Regions from separate parts of the Sus scrofa genome. Here all the other regions are linked to region 3. A link is a contact called in public promoter capture Hi-C data. All regions are on one chromosome and are shown on one strand. The core of a region is the stretch at or near the end of the contact, and the rest is flanking DNA. Distances in the headings are between cores, read along the strand shown.

What was found. Promoter capture Hi-C pulls out the DNA fragments that hold promoters and counts their contacts.
Region 1: a promoter capture Hi-C map of liver shows a contact between it and region 3, with 2.5 times the contacts expected there. The contact joins the promoter of TMEM86B here to the promoter of UBE2S in region 3. A contact is called at or near these places in 1 of 5 promoter capture datasets (liver) and 1 of 47 Hi-C or Micro-C datasets (liver).
Region 2: a promoter capture Hi-C map of fetal liver shows a contact between it and region 3, with 2.2 times the contacts expected there. The contact joins the promoter of ZNF865 here to the promoter of UBE2S in region 3. A contact is called at or near these places in 1 of 5 promoter capture datasets (fetal liver) and 1 of 2 datasets of contacts at active chromatin or transcription factors (alveolar macrophages).

The regions. Positions count from the first base shown.
Region 1 is chr6:59,424,829-59,428,822 of Sscrofa11.1, forward strand. It overlaps TMEM86B (transmembrane protein 86B), which reads right to left and starts at 1,258. Exons shown (of 3, transcript NM_001243276.1): 1 at 1,180-1,258; 2 at 697-943; 3 at 1-107. The coding sequence starts at 1,230. PPP6R1 (serine/threonine-protein phosphatase 6 regulatory subunit 1) reads right to left here. Exons shown (of 24, transcript XM_021094995.1): 21 at 3,962-3,994; 22 at 3,732-3,813; 23 at 3,229-3,339; 24 at 3,073-3,148. The coding sequence ends at 3,073.
Region 2 is chr6:59,723,039-59,727,600 of Sscrofa11.1, forward strand. ZNF865 (zinc finger protein 865) reads left to right here and starts at 2,966. Exons shown (of 4, transcript XM_005674490.3): 1 at 2,966-3,197. ZNF524 (zinc finger protein 524) reads left to right here. Exons shown (of 2, transcript XM_021095048.1): 2 at 73-1,128. The coding sequence starts at 112. The coding sequence ends at 1,080.
Region 3 is chr6:59,568,240-59,572,198 of Sscrofa11.1, forward strand. It overlaps UBE2S (ubiquitin-conjugating enzyme E2 S), which reads right to left and starts at 2,245. Exons shown (of 4, transcript XM_021095037.1): 1 at 1,698-2,245; 2 at 928-1,075. The coding sequence starts at 1,700.

The DNA of each region.
Region 1 (3,994 bases), core at 8-2,507, 140 kb before region 3:
GTACGGGAGAGCGGCCAGGATGACCAGGAGCAGGAGGCCGGGCTGCAGGGGCGTCAGGCCAAAGGCCCAGAGGTAGAGCAGGTGGGCCGCGGCGAAGGCGGCCACGCCTGGAGGAGACAGGGGTGGGAGGGCCGGGTGAGCCTTCTGCTTCCCTGCCTCGCCTCGCCAAGCAGCCCTCGGGCCGAGCCCCCGGCCCCCACCCCGGCCCCGGCCATACTACCCGTCTCCTGCATTACAACGCAGGCCTCCTTGTGGTCCCTTCTTCCTGTGGTGGGTGTCAGCGTGGCCTTAAAAAGCCCCCTGACTCTCACCCTTACTCCGTTTGGCCCCTAGTGGGCTCTACGCACCAGGCACACTCCCGCCCCAGGGCCTCTGCTCGTGTGGGTCCCCTGCCTGGAAGGGCCTTTCCTGGAAGGGCACATGGCCGTTCCTGCACCCCTTCCAGACGTTACCTTCTCGGCGAGGCTGTCCTCGACTCGTGTCCTCAAGACTGCGACCCCTGACACTCTGCCCGTGCCCTCAACGGGAGGAGAGCTCCGTGGGGTGGAGGGCTGGCAAGTCTCCCTCACTGCCGCCTCCCAGCGCCCTTTCACGCCTACTGGCTCCTGCCCCTGGCAGGCCCTCTTCTGGGGGTTGCCCCCCACACCCACCCCTGTCCAGGCTCCGAAAGGGACAATGCAACAGGGCCCCTCTCACCATGGAGAAAGGCCTCGGGCCAGACGAGGCAGGCGTCCCCCACGGCTGAGCACAGGAGGGCCCCCTGCAGCCGCGCGCTGTAGCCCCCGCCGGCGTCCACGGCCCGCAGGAATACCACCAGGGAGAGGACGGGCAGGCACTTGACCAGGGCGCCGACCCAGGACGGCTGGTCGTCGGGGATCCAGAGGAGGAAGTAGACGGCGCAGGTGAAGAAGAAGGGGCTCAGCCACTTGCCCACGTGCAGCTGCTTCAGGGGACCAGGGGGCTGCTGAGCCCTAGAAACCAGCCCTGCCCCCAGCCCGAGACCAGGCTTCAGAACCACCTGGCCTCGCGCCCAGTGAGCTCCCCGCCCTTGGGGGTCAAGATTGTCACCCCACGCCCACCCAGGGACCCGAGCCACACTGCCCAGGGACCAGGATGTCCAGCCCCACAGAGCCCAGCCCCAGCCCTGCCACCCCCCTACCCCTACGCGGCGGCTCTCACTTGAGCTGAAAAGCGAGGTTTTCGGGGCAGGCCCTCTTTCCCGGGGTCCATGTCAGCCTGTGACCCCTGAGAACGGCCTGCAAGTGGGTACGGGTAGCTTGGGGGTGGAGGAGATGGTGTGTGGTTACTCGTTAACCCGAGGAGCGTCCTGTGGACTCTGGGACTGATAACAGGGCCCAGGGAGATGCTGCTCCTGCCCTGGGGACGGCCCTGCCTGGCACCTGCTGATACGGTGCCCACTGGCACCCAGGGGTCCCTCCTCCCCCACTCCCTCTGTCTCGCTTCCTCCCTGCCTAGAGGGCCCTGGCTGTACACGCCTCTCCCACTGCCCTGCGCCAGGCCAGTCAGAAGGGACCTGGGTGCAAAATCTGCAACATTCCGACGCCTGCCCTTTCATGAGCAACAGGGGAGGGGAGGGGAGGACACCCTGCCAGATCCAAGGGACAGTCTGAGCCTCCCTCCTCCACCAAACACTTGCTCGGTGACAGGAGCTGGGGCTGGCGGTGGTGCCAGCCGGCCGGCGCGCCAGTGAAGCTTCCCCTGCATGGCGGCCAGTACTTCACCTTCGCACTGGACCCACTGGGCACCCACCTGTCTGGCCTAGCTGGCTGCTCCAAGGGGAGAGGGCTCGGGGACGTGGCTCCTGCCACACGGCAGGGCAGGTCAGGGGTGGGCCAAAGGGGGATGGGGTGTGGAAGCCCACTCACCGCCTTCTGCAGCCTGTCTGGACAGGGGACGGCTCCCAGGACCAGGTGCCGCATGAGTATGGGAAATGCTCAGCTCCTCCTCCAGGAAACCCTTCCTCGGAGCAGAAGGTACCTGACTCCTCCTTGTAAGGGTCCCACCCCAGAGCCACGGCACGGGAATAGGTCAGAACCCGAGGTCTGAGCAGCAGGAGTCTTAAACTGTCTTCCTTTATTTGTTTATATTTGCAATATGAAACAGAAGCTCGGCACGAACACACGCACACGCACCCCAGCCTGGGGAGAGGGAGCTGGGACAAGGTCACTTGGCGGCTGGGCTGGACCCCAGACCCTCGGGAGTAGGAGGGGGAGCCCAGCCAGACCCCCGCCAGACCCCCGCCCCAGGGTCCGTGGAGATGGAGGGGGACTCGGTGAGTGCATCAGGGCCCTGGGGGTGTACCCCGGGAGGCCCCCAGAGAACAGGGCCCCCTGCTCCCACAGAGCTGGCTGGGCCAGACGGAAGGGATTCTAGCCCCAGCCTGGATCAAAGTGCAGGGCCCGGGGCGATGGGGGTGGGCAAAGGCACGACCCCCACTCGGGCCTCCCCCAAGGTGGACCTGAGCTGAAAGGCCGAGTGTGGGTGTGGGCGTCTGCACCGGAGGGTGGGGGTCCGGCAGGAAGAGGGGGCGTGGCAGCCTCAGGACCCCTCACCACAGTAGCCCCAGTGGGAGGGTGCAGGTCCACGCCGCCCCCAGCCCTGGCCTGCTTCCTCCTGGCTCTCCGCCTGCCCACTCTCTCCTCCCTCGAGATATATATATATGTATATATATATATATATATATATAATATATAATATAGGTCTCTCTCTCACTCTCCTTTCTCTCTACTCAACTCTATCTTTATTCTAGGAGACAAAACTCCGCAGTTCCTTTTCTCAGTGCAATTGGGGGAGGGGGCCTTTGTCCCTGGCACCGGCCTCCTGGGAGTCCAGCCTCCTAGGTGGGGAAGAGGGGATGGGGCAACAGGGCCACCTTGGGACCAGCCCTGCCCCAACCCGGGCAGGGTCCACGTGGGGCACGGAGGATGTGGCCGCCACCACCGGGCCAGGCAGTTACCTGGGAACCGAGAGGGAAACCTGTGTGAGGAGCCCGCCACCCGGAAGCCTCTGCCAACCCAGCCCCAGCCCACCTGCTGCCCCCGCCCCCACCACTCACTGGGAGCCTGGGGACACCGGCCCTCCTGCAGCAGAGCCATTGGGCATCGGGAGCGGCTCAAGGGCCAGGGCACTGTGGGCAAAGGGACAGCATGAGAGATCAGTGCCTTCCTGCCAGAACACCGGCTGCCCTGTGAGGCTGCACCAGCTCACCTCTGGCTTTGTGGGAGCCCTGAGGGTTCTGGGCTCTTCTGCCCTTCCATGGTCTGGGGGGGCTGGTGGGCCCCGGGGGCTGGGACAGAGGTAGCAGGGTCTCTGGTTGCACTGTGTGGGGATCCACAGGGCTACTGTCACTGATGCCCCCCGGGCACTCTCGCCCAAAGACCCCTGGAAACTGCCCACCCGGGAGAAGCAGCTCAGGTCAGCTGGGACACGAGCTCTGGACACCCCTGGCCCCCTTCTGATCCCACCGGAAGCCTTCCCACCCCAGGGCTGAGCAGGTGACCCTGGGCTCCAGGATCCTCTCTTACGACCATAAGTGGGCAAAGACAGCCCAGACCTTCAGCTGCCACGAGGCCCTGAGGCAGTGGTGCAGACCTGGAGGGAGGGGTCCCGCAAGGCCCCCCAGGAGCAGCTCTGGGCAGGGATGACCCCAGTCCCAGATTCCACCTGCCTCTCCCACTTGGCCCCCCAGCAGCTGGTCCTTAACCAGTTACCTGTCCAAGGAGCTGGGGGCGGAATGCGTCCCTCTGAGTGTGGCCTGAAGGTCCCCGACACTGACCAAGGCCTGGCAGGGGGCTGTGCAGAGGAGAGGGGCCAGGAGATGTGACCTTTAGCGAGCTTCACACCCGTCTTGCTCCTCAGACCCATTGTGGACAGGCCAGAGGTCAACAGTGGGAGGCCCAGGGTGGGGTGGGCACGGTGAGGTGGGCAGAGAGTGGCTCACCCAAGGGCTCCGCTACTTTGCTGCCATCTGTGG
Region 2 (4,562 bases), core at 1,716-4,215, 160 kb after region 3:
GGGGAGGTGATGGGGGGCAGGGGGTGCTCCACATCCTCCCTGCACTGATGGCTGCCCCCTCTCTCCTTTTAGCCCGGCTCCAATTTCCAGAGCCAAGCCCCCTGCTGCTCAATGGACACCTCCAGCCCAGACGCGTGGCCTTCGCCTTTCCCCAGGGAGGAAGAGAAACCTCTGGCCTTACCTCCTCCTGTTCCCCAGGGCCGCCGAGGCCAACGTCCTGCGGGGGCCACCTCCTCCAATCAGACCCTCAAGACCACCCTCCCTCGCAAGCGGGGCCGCCCCCCCAAGTCAGGGCAGGAGCCCCCAGTGGCGCAGGGGGTCACCGCCCCGGTGGTCAGCGATGGTGGCAGTGACCTCCTGTTGATCGATGATCAGGGTGTACCCTACACAGTCTCTGAAGGGTCCGTGGCGAGTGGGCCTGAGAGCTCCAGCCCTAAGAAAGCCCCGCACTTCTGCCTGGTGTGCCTTCGGGCCTTCCCCTACCTCTCCGACCTGGAGCGCCACAGCATCTCGCACTCAGAGCTGAAGCCGCACGAGTGCAAGGATTGCGGCAAGACCTTCAAGCGGTCCAGCCATCTGCGGCGGCACTGCAACATCCATGCCGGCCTTCGGCCCTTCCGCTGCCCGCTCTGCCCACGCCGCTTCCGGGAGGCAGGCGAGCTGGCCCACCACCACCGCGTCCACTCTGGGGAGCGCCCCTACCAGTGCCCCATCTGCCGGCTGCGTTTCATGGAGGTCAACACGCTGCGGCGCCATATCAAACGCAAGCACCCCGAGGCCATGGAGGTACCCCTGTGTCTTCCGGACCCAGAGCCTGAACCACTGTGGGATGACGACGGCATCCCAGCCACGGCAGAGGCGGAGGAGGGGGGGCTGGAGGGGAAAGAGCTGGCCTGCCCCAGGCCTCCGGCCACTGCTCCCCAGGCTGAGATTAGAGCTGGGAGTCGGGCTGGTGCTGGGCCTGAGCAGGGAGGCCCGGACACCCTCACATCTGGTGGTCTTCCCGTTGTGGGAGGGGGTTGGGGGTGCGGACCTCAACTTCTGGATCCTGCTGCCTTCTGCCACCCTCCCCCGGACTGACAGGCCTTTGGAGGCGGGGGCTGCGGAAATAAATCTCTGCCTATTGGCTTCCTGCGTGTGTTCCGTGATGGTCCCAGGGCCGCCCCCCCGCTTCTCCTCCCTCCAGATGTCCTCCTGCCAGTTACACCACTCCATGGGAGGACCCTATGTCGTGTACCTCATTAGCTCGGCGCTGAAGACCGGCTTGGGGGAAGCCTTTGCCCCCCTCCCATCTCCAGCAGACCCCAAAGCACCCCCGCCCCCAAATATCCACTCTTTAAGTAGAACATTGAACCTTCTGTGCAAACGTGACTCTAGGTTCTCCTCCCCTGTTTCAGCCAGATTCCCGGGAATTCTGTAGCCATCACATTGGCCCTTCTCTTTGTCCTGGCGCTTTTTTGCAGGGAAATACTGACCTGAGAGTGGCCTGCAGGGCTGACAACTTTGGTAGGGCTCGGGTAGAGGAGGGGCGAGCTGGAGGGGCGGGGCAGCGGGGGCGGGGCTTGTTGGGCAGTTGGGTAAAAACTGGGCTAGGCTTAGGAAAAGGGGCCGAGAAACGAGAGGGGCTTGAAGAGGTGTAAGCCTTGCCCTTCAGAAATTGAGACCATTTAGAGGGAAGGGGTTGGGTTTCTCTGAGGGGAGAAGCTTCAAGGGGAAACTGCAGGAGAGCAAGGTGTTGGGAGAGGCGGGACCTCACTGTAAGGATACTGGGCAGTGGGTATGACTGCTATGCACGCCAAGGGGAGAGAAGCGAGGACCTAAGAGATGGAAGGTCCCTGACAGAGGAGGAGCTTGGAAGGAAGGGCTGAATTTGAGTTCCCGCTGTGGTCCGATGGGTTAAGGAGCCAGTTTTGCCATGGCTATGGCAGTCGGTACACAGCTGTGGCTCGGATTCAATCTCGTCCCCAGAACTTCCATGTGCCACAGGGTGCGGGCCAAAAAAAAAAAAAAAAAGGGCTGAATAGAATCAGGCTTAGCTGCTTGAGGTGAGGCTGAGTTAGGAGCGAGGCTTGCAGATGGTATATGAAGGGGGCCGTGCAAAGTGTGGTAAAGATATCTTTGGAAACTTCAGTCCATCAGAATCACCTGAAGGGTATTTTATTTTATTTTTATGTCTTTTTAGGGCCGCACTTGCGGTATATGGAGGTTTCCAGGCTAGGGGTTGAATCGGAGCTGTAGCCACAGCCACCTCCACGCCAGATCTGAGCTGCAACTGCAACCTACACCACAGCTCAGGGCAACTCCAGATCCTTAACCCACTGAGCGAGGCCTGGGATGGAACTTGAGTCCTCATGGATACTAATAAGATTTCGTTTCCACTGAGCCACCAAGGGGAACTCCACCTGAAGGGTATTTTAAAACAGGTCCCTAGGCCCTACGCCCCAGGGTCTCTGATTGTGTAAGTCTGGGGCAGGAGCCTGAGCATTTACATTAATTTCTAACATTTCCTGGTGATGCCGACCATACTTTAAGACCCACTGACCTCAGGCACCGCTTTGGAAGCGCCAGGCAGAATTATCCTAGCATGAACATTGAGAGCGGGAGCATAAATGCTACAGCGGAGGGGGCGGGGCTTAAGAAGAGGGGCGTGGCTAAGCCCTGAGAGGCGGGGCTTAGGAGGGAGAGGCGGAATTCTAGAGCGTAACGGATTGGAGGAGGGGAAGGGGAAAACTTAAAGGGGCTGAGTCGAGGAGCACAGAATCTGAGGCGATGGGCGAGGCTTATGATAACTAAGCTCTGAAGTAGGCGTGATTCGCAGGACGGGGCGGGGCTTAACCGGATGTCCGGAGCATGTGGGCGGTGCCCTAAGAAGAGGCGGGCGCACATGGCGCAGGCGCACTGTGCTCAGCTCGCCCACCGGAAGCGGCTGAGGCTTTCCCCGCCCGCGTTCCGAGCCAGCGCGCAGGCGCACTTCCCCTTCACGGTCGCCGCCGCCGCCGCCTCCTCTTTCCGCACCTCCACGCCGGCGCCTCGGAGACGGGCGCGATTTCCGCTTCCGGGCGGGCGGGCAGGCGGGCGGCTCGGGGCTGCCGGGGAGGGGGAGGGGGCGGCACTTCCGGTCGGGCCCTCGGGTCTCCCCGGAGCGGCGGCGCCTCCTCCGCCTCCTCGGCCTCCTCCCGGCGGAGACCCCGGCGCCGGTGAGTGACGGGGCGCGTGGCCCGGGGCCTGGGGGCAACGTGGGCGGGGGGCCCGGTCTTGGCCCGCCCTGGTCCCCAGAACGTCCCCATCAGTGCTTCTCCCGCCGAGCCCTCGCTGGCCCCCCCCATCACCGCTCCCCCATAAGACTGCTCCAGATAGCTTCCCATTAATGCCCCCATGTAGGACTGCTGCCAGGGCGCCCCGCTATGCTTTTTCATGGGTCCCTTCTACATAGCCCCCTGTCATTGCTTCCTCCAGGACAGCCCCCCACATGCCACCAGCATTGCCAGTCCCCACGCAGGGCAGCTACCCACGAACCCCCCTTTAATATCCCGTATCGGTTGCCTCGAAAGAGTGTTGCATCCGTGCTTCACAGCAGATCTGTCCCCCAGTATCTCTGTGCACACACAGCAGCCCCCAAAGATCCAACACCCCCTTCATTGGTATTAAAATTCTTTGCATTTTGGTCAGCGGCCAAGAATGCCTTTTTGCCTTCTCCATCCTTCCCGCCCCCCAATAATTCCTCTTAAGAATATACTCCTTTCAGTTCACTGACACCCCCCCAACAGGTCCCTCTAGAGTCATGCTCTCACCCCTACATCCTCTCCCCCTTCAGGTAGAAATAGCTTCCAGTTTAGCCCCGGCTTCCATGAAACACTTCTGTCTGGCTCCTACCCCACCCTCTGGGTCAGCTCCTGTCTGCTGTCCTCCCACAGAGCAGAACTGGATGTGAGGCTTTCCCTCCCAGGATGCTCCTCTCCCCCTGGCACTAACAGCTCTCTCCTGACCTGCCACTTCTCGCTCCCTCCTCCTGGACCCCCTGAGGAAGCCTCCCAGCCTCACTAGGCCATGACCTCTTTTTCCCCAGACATTCATTCATTTGCTCTTGGCTGACCGAATATTCACAGTCCTAGGTCCAGGGCATAGAGCAGAGAAGGAGAGAGACACGCAGTCTTTGTTCTGTGGGTCTTTGCAGTCTAGTTGAGGAAACAGATGAAAAGCAAGTGAACAAACAAGATCGGTGCTGTTTTCTGGGTTTTCTGAGAGCCTTATGAGATACTTCTGTGGTGAAACCTGAATTAGCAGAGGTCACTTAGCCGTGGAAAGAGCTGGGTGAACTGTTCCAGGCAGAGGAAGAGCAGGTGCAAAGGCCCTGAGGTGACCATCCTCGCGGTGAGTGGCGAGACAGCAGGGGAGGCCAGTGAGGTTGGAGCGAACGAATGGAAGGGAAGAATGAGGGAGATGAGGTGCGATCTTCTGGGCCTCAGAGGTGAGGGCATCGTGGTCAGTCAGCTGGCCTTTGTCAGCTCTACGTGCCCAGAATGTTCACTTGTGCATTCACGCCTTTGTTCAGCTGTTTAATG
Region 3 (3,959 bases), core at 995-3,494:
GCAGCCTGGGCAGCTGACCTCAGGTCCTCTCCTGAATCTGACCCTACCTCCAAGTCTGGTCACTCCTCTCACCTGTGGACACTAGCAATGGTCAAGAGCTTCCCGACCGCCTCTGCCTTCTGGCCCCCAGCCCCGTCCTCACTGGTCAAAGGAACTCTGAGGCACCCATTACCCCTGTTTTACACCCACCAGCCCCTTCCTTTCCAAACTCCTTAGAAAAAAGCCTACAAACACTGAAATATGTCCCCTAGAAGCTTCTCTAGTCTCCCTCCTTCCTGTTCCCGTAAGGTACACACGGAGTCGGCCAAAAACCTCTGGGGACCCATCAACACACTCTAACCGACACCCCTGGAGAAGTCCGCCCTGATCCTTCCCTACAAGCCGAACTCCCATCTAGGTCCTTCATCACTTGCTCGGCGCTGAGATTAAGAGAAATTCCACTAATAAGTGAAATGTAGCACACACGCAGTAACACGCTGAACCACTGTGTGTGGTCCAACGATCACAGGTACTCATTTGCTTGTTACTGCCCTCTGCCCGCCAGACTGCACCTGGCTTGTTCTCTGCTTGGTCTTCAAAGCCCCTGACACTGACAGCAGGAAGGAATTTGCAATCGTCTAGCCCGCCCCCCCAGGCCTCTCAGACACCATTCCCACGTCCTGGCACCCTCTTCCCAATTCCACTCAATTCCTTCCCATACTTCTGGGTGTGAGGACACCCAAACCAGATAGGACCCCCAGGATTTTCTCTCAATTCTCTCAGAGAAAGTATACACAACTGCGATTTCCCGCCCTGCAGCCCATGAGCACCATGCGTACCAGGTGTGCCCGTCACAGGTCTGGCAGCCCACCTTATACTGAGAGCTTCCTATTCCCGCTCCAAGGATGCCAAGGATTTAGGAAGCGCACCTCCCTCACCCACACTCACCAGGGCCCTCGATGGTGACCTGCAGGTCAGTGAGGTCCTCCTCGTTGGGGAAGACCTTGATGCCATCAGGTGGGTCAGCTGTCAGTGTCGTCACCTCTTTGTACACCAGGCGGATAATGTGCGGGGGTAGGTTCTCCACATTGGAGTTCTAGATGTGGAAAAAAGGGGGCGAGCCATGGGCCTTTGGTCCTGGGGCCTCCTGCAGGACCTAGGATGCGGTGGCCGCCCTACTTTTCTTGCCCCTGCAGTCCTAGTCTGGCCAATCACCCCGAGCTCCCAGACACTCCCAATCCAGGGTGCTTCAGGCGATGGCTTCAGGTGAATCTCCCATTAGGAATGGAGCGGATCTCCAAGGTCTGGCGGATGACTCCACCTTCCCCATAAGTCCCTAAAGCCCATTCGTAGCCCCACATACGGACCCCCAGTGGTCCCGGGTAGGCCCGAGCCCTACCCCGGTGTCCTTCCACACCTCAACTTGGGAAGACCATCCTGGAAACCCCAGCTCCGGCCTGGAGATGGCGGCGGAGTGTCGTTACTCCCGGAACACCCACGGGCAGGCCCGAAAGCCCGGAGCCCTTCCCGGAGCTCAGCTGGGCCTTCCCCTCCCGCTCCGCCTACAGGAGGGCCCCTGGGCCCAGCCCTAACCCAGGACCCCCAACTGGGCCATCCAATCCCCCAGCCGCCAGAGAGATGCTCCTGAGACCCCATCTCCTCCTCCAGGAGGGCCCTGACCGCCCCCCCCCCCCAACAGGCCCGGACGCGACGCTCACCATGACTGCGGCCGGCCGGGGGCGGGTCCCCCCGGCCCCCTTCCTGCGCTCTCCGGCCGCTGGCTGGGGCGGGGGGCCCAATTGCCGCCGCTGCGGCCCTGGGGAGGCCCCAGCGGCCCGGCTCCGCGCCCCACTGCCTCCGACGACCGCCACACACCGCCTGAGCAGGTAAACCCGCCCCGGGCGCCCGACCGCACTAAGCCGGCCGCGCGCACACCGCCGCCCTTTTATATCCGCCCACAGGCCTCGCCCCCTCGGGGCCCCTCGCGCCGCGCCTCGACTCGTGACGTCAGTGCGCACACTCCTTGGCGTTCGACGAGCTCGCTCCCTTTCGACAAACTGCGGGCAAGAGCAGGAGAAACTGGGGAGGGGGCGCGGGGCAGGCTGGCCAATACGTGCGCACGGGGGTCAGGGAGGAAATCCAGGAGAAAGGAGAGGTAGAAAAGGGGAAGTAGAGAAGAGAACGGGAAGGGTGACGCGACCGCTGATTGGTCCGTTTGAATGAAACGCCGGCGTACGCGCTCGCGCCCTGACGCCCAGGAAATCGCGCACGCGACTAACGGTCGACCCGGGAGCCCGAGCCGAGCAAAGAGAGGCGGGACTTGAGGGGTTTTAAAAGGATGATGGAAGGCGGTCCGGCCAATGGGGACGCGCAATCGTGGCGTGGCGTCATGAGACACGCGGAGGCCAATCCCTACTGGAGAAGGCGTACTGGGGCCTTCTCCAGTAGGGAACGGGAGAATTGGAGAGCAACCAATGGGAGTCCTCCCTACCGCGGACCCAGGCGCTCGCAGCCAATTAACTTCGTTCGTTTCTGTGTATGCAGATGAGTGTGCCCGGACGCCTGCGCCCCTTCCTCAGCCTGTGGCGGGGGTGGGCACCGCGAATTGATAGACGTATTTCTGCGAGGCGCCATTTTGTGCTGGCAATGACCTATGACCCGTGTCCTGTGTTGGCAGAGGTTCCACGACCGGCCCCACCCCCACCCCCATGTGTGACCTCTGGCCCCGGCCAGGCCTCGGTTGCGACGCCGGGCGTCAGTTTACTCCTGTGAGAAGAGGAAGAGTCCCCTGGCCTTGTTCAGGGCGCGGTCCTTCTTGTGACTGACCAGGGCCCCCGGCCGGCCGCGCCCCGGCCGGGGCTCCCTCCGCCTGTCGGGGGAAGCGGCCCGGGGTGCCCCGGGGGGACCCTGTCCGGAGAGCCGGAGGCCGAGGAGCTGCGCGGCCTGCCTGGCCCCGGTGCGGTGCGGCCGCGGCGCCCGCCTCAGGGCCGCTCAGCCCCGGAGCGGAGCGTCCAGCTGGGCCACGGTGTCCCGTCGGGGGCCCAGCTTCAGGAAGAGGGAGCAGGACGGTGCCGAGACTCCCACAGCCTCGCGGTCTTCGTGCGCCGGAGGGGCGCGCGGGCGCCCCGCACCCGACCTGCAGGTTCCGCCCGCTGAATGCGGACCTTCCCGCCCCGTTAACACACGAGGACCCCGAAGGAAGAGGGGGGTCGAGTGACTTGCCCAGGGTCCCCCGTGGGGACAAGCAGAGGCGGCGGTGCAGCTGAGCTGTCCCAGCCGACGGTGACTTATGGCGAACCGGGGAGCGGTGGTGGCGTCCTCCGCGCTGACCGGGCCCGCGCCGCCGGGGTCCCCCGAGCCCTTGCCACGGCCCTGTGGGGCGCGTGTCGTGGGATGCCCCCCGGACTCCCGCATGCATTCAGTCCGCTTTTTCTGAGCACCTACCATGGGGCAGGCAGGATGCTGTGGGGATGCAGCAGAGTGTAAAAGGGACAGCACCCCGCGCTCCTGGAGAACCAGACAGTGAGCCAGTGTACCCCGCCAGGAACACAGCCTTTGCCGAACAGTAAGTCGGGGCCAGGGGCGTAGGAAGGGAGGGGGCGGGGGTCTGAGGCAGGATGATGGCGGCTGCAGGAAGGTCTAGGTGAAGAGCATTCCAGGGAGTTCCCATGTGGCGCAGGAGAAATGAATCCGACGAATATCCATGAGGATGGGGGTTCCATCCCTGGCTTCGCTCAGTGGGTTAAAGGTCCGGCCTTGCGGTGAGCTGGGGTGTAGCTCGCAGATGTGGCTTGGATCTGGCCTTGCCATGGCTGTGGTGTAGGCCGGCAGCTGTAGCTCGGCATCACCTCTTGGCCTGGGAACTTCCATATGCTGCAGGTGGGGTCCTGATAAGCAAAAAAAAAAAAGAAGAGCATTCCAGAAAAGGGAACAGTCCATGCAAAGGCGAGGTGAGTGGATGGTGTGTTTAGGTCACCCCT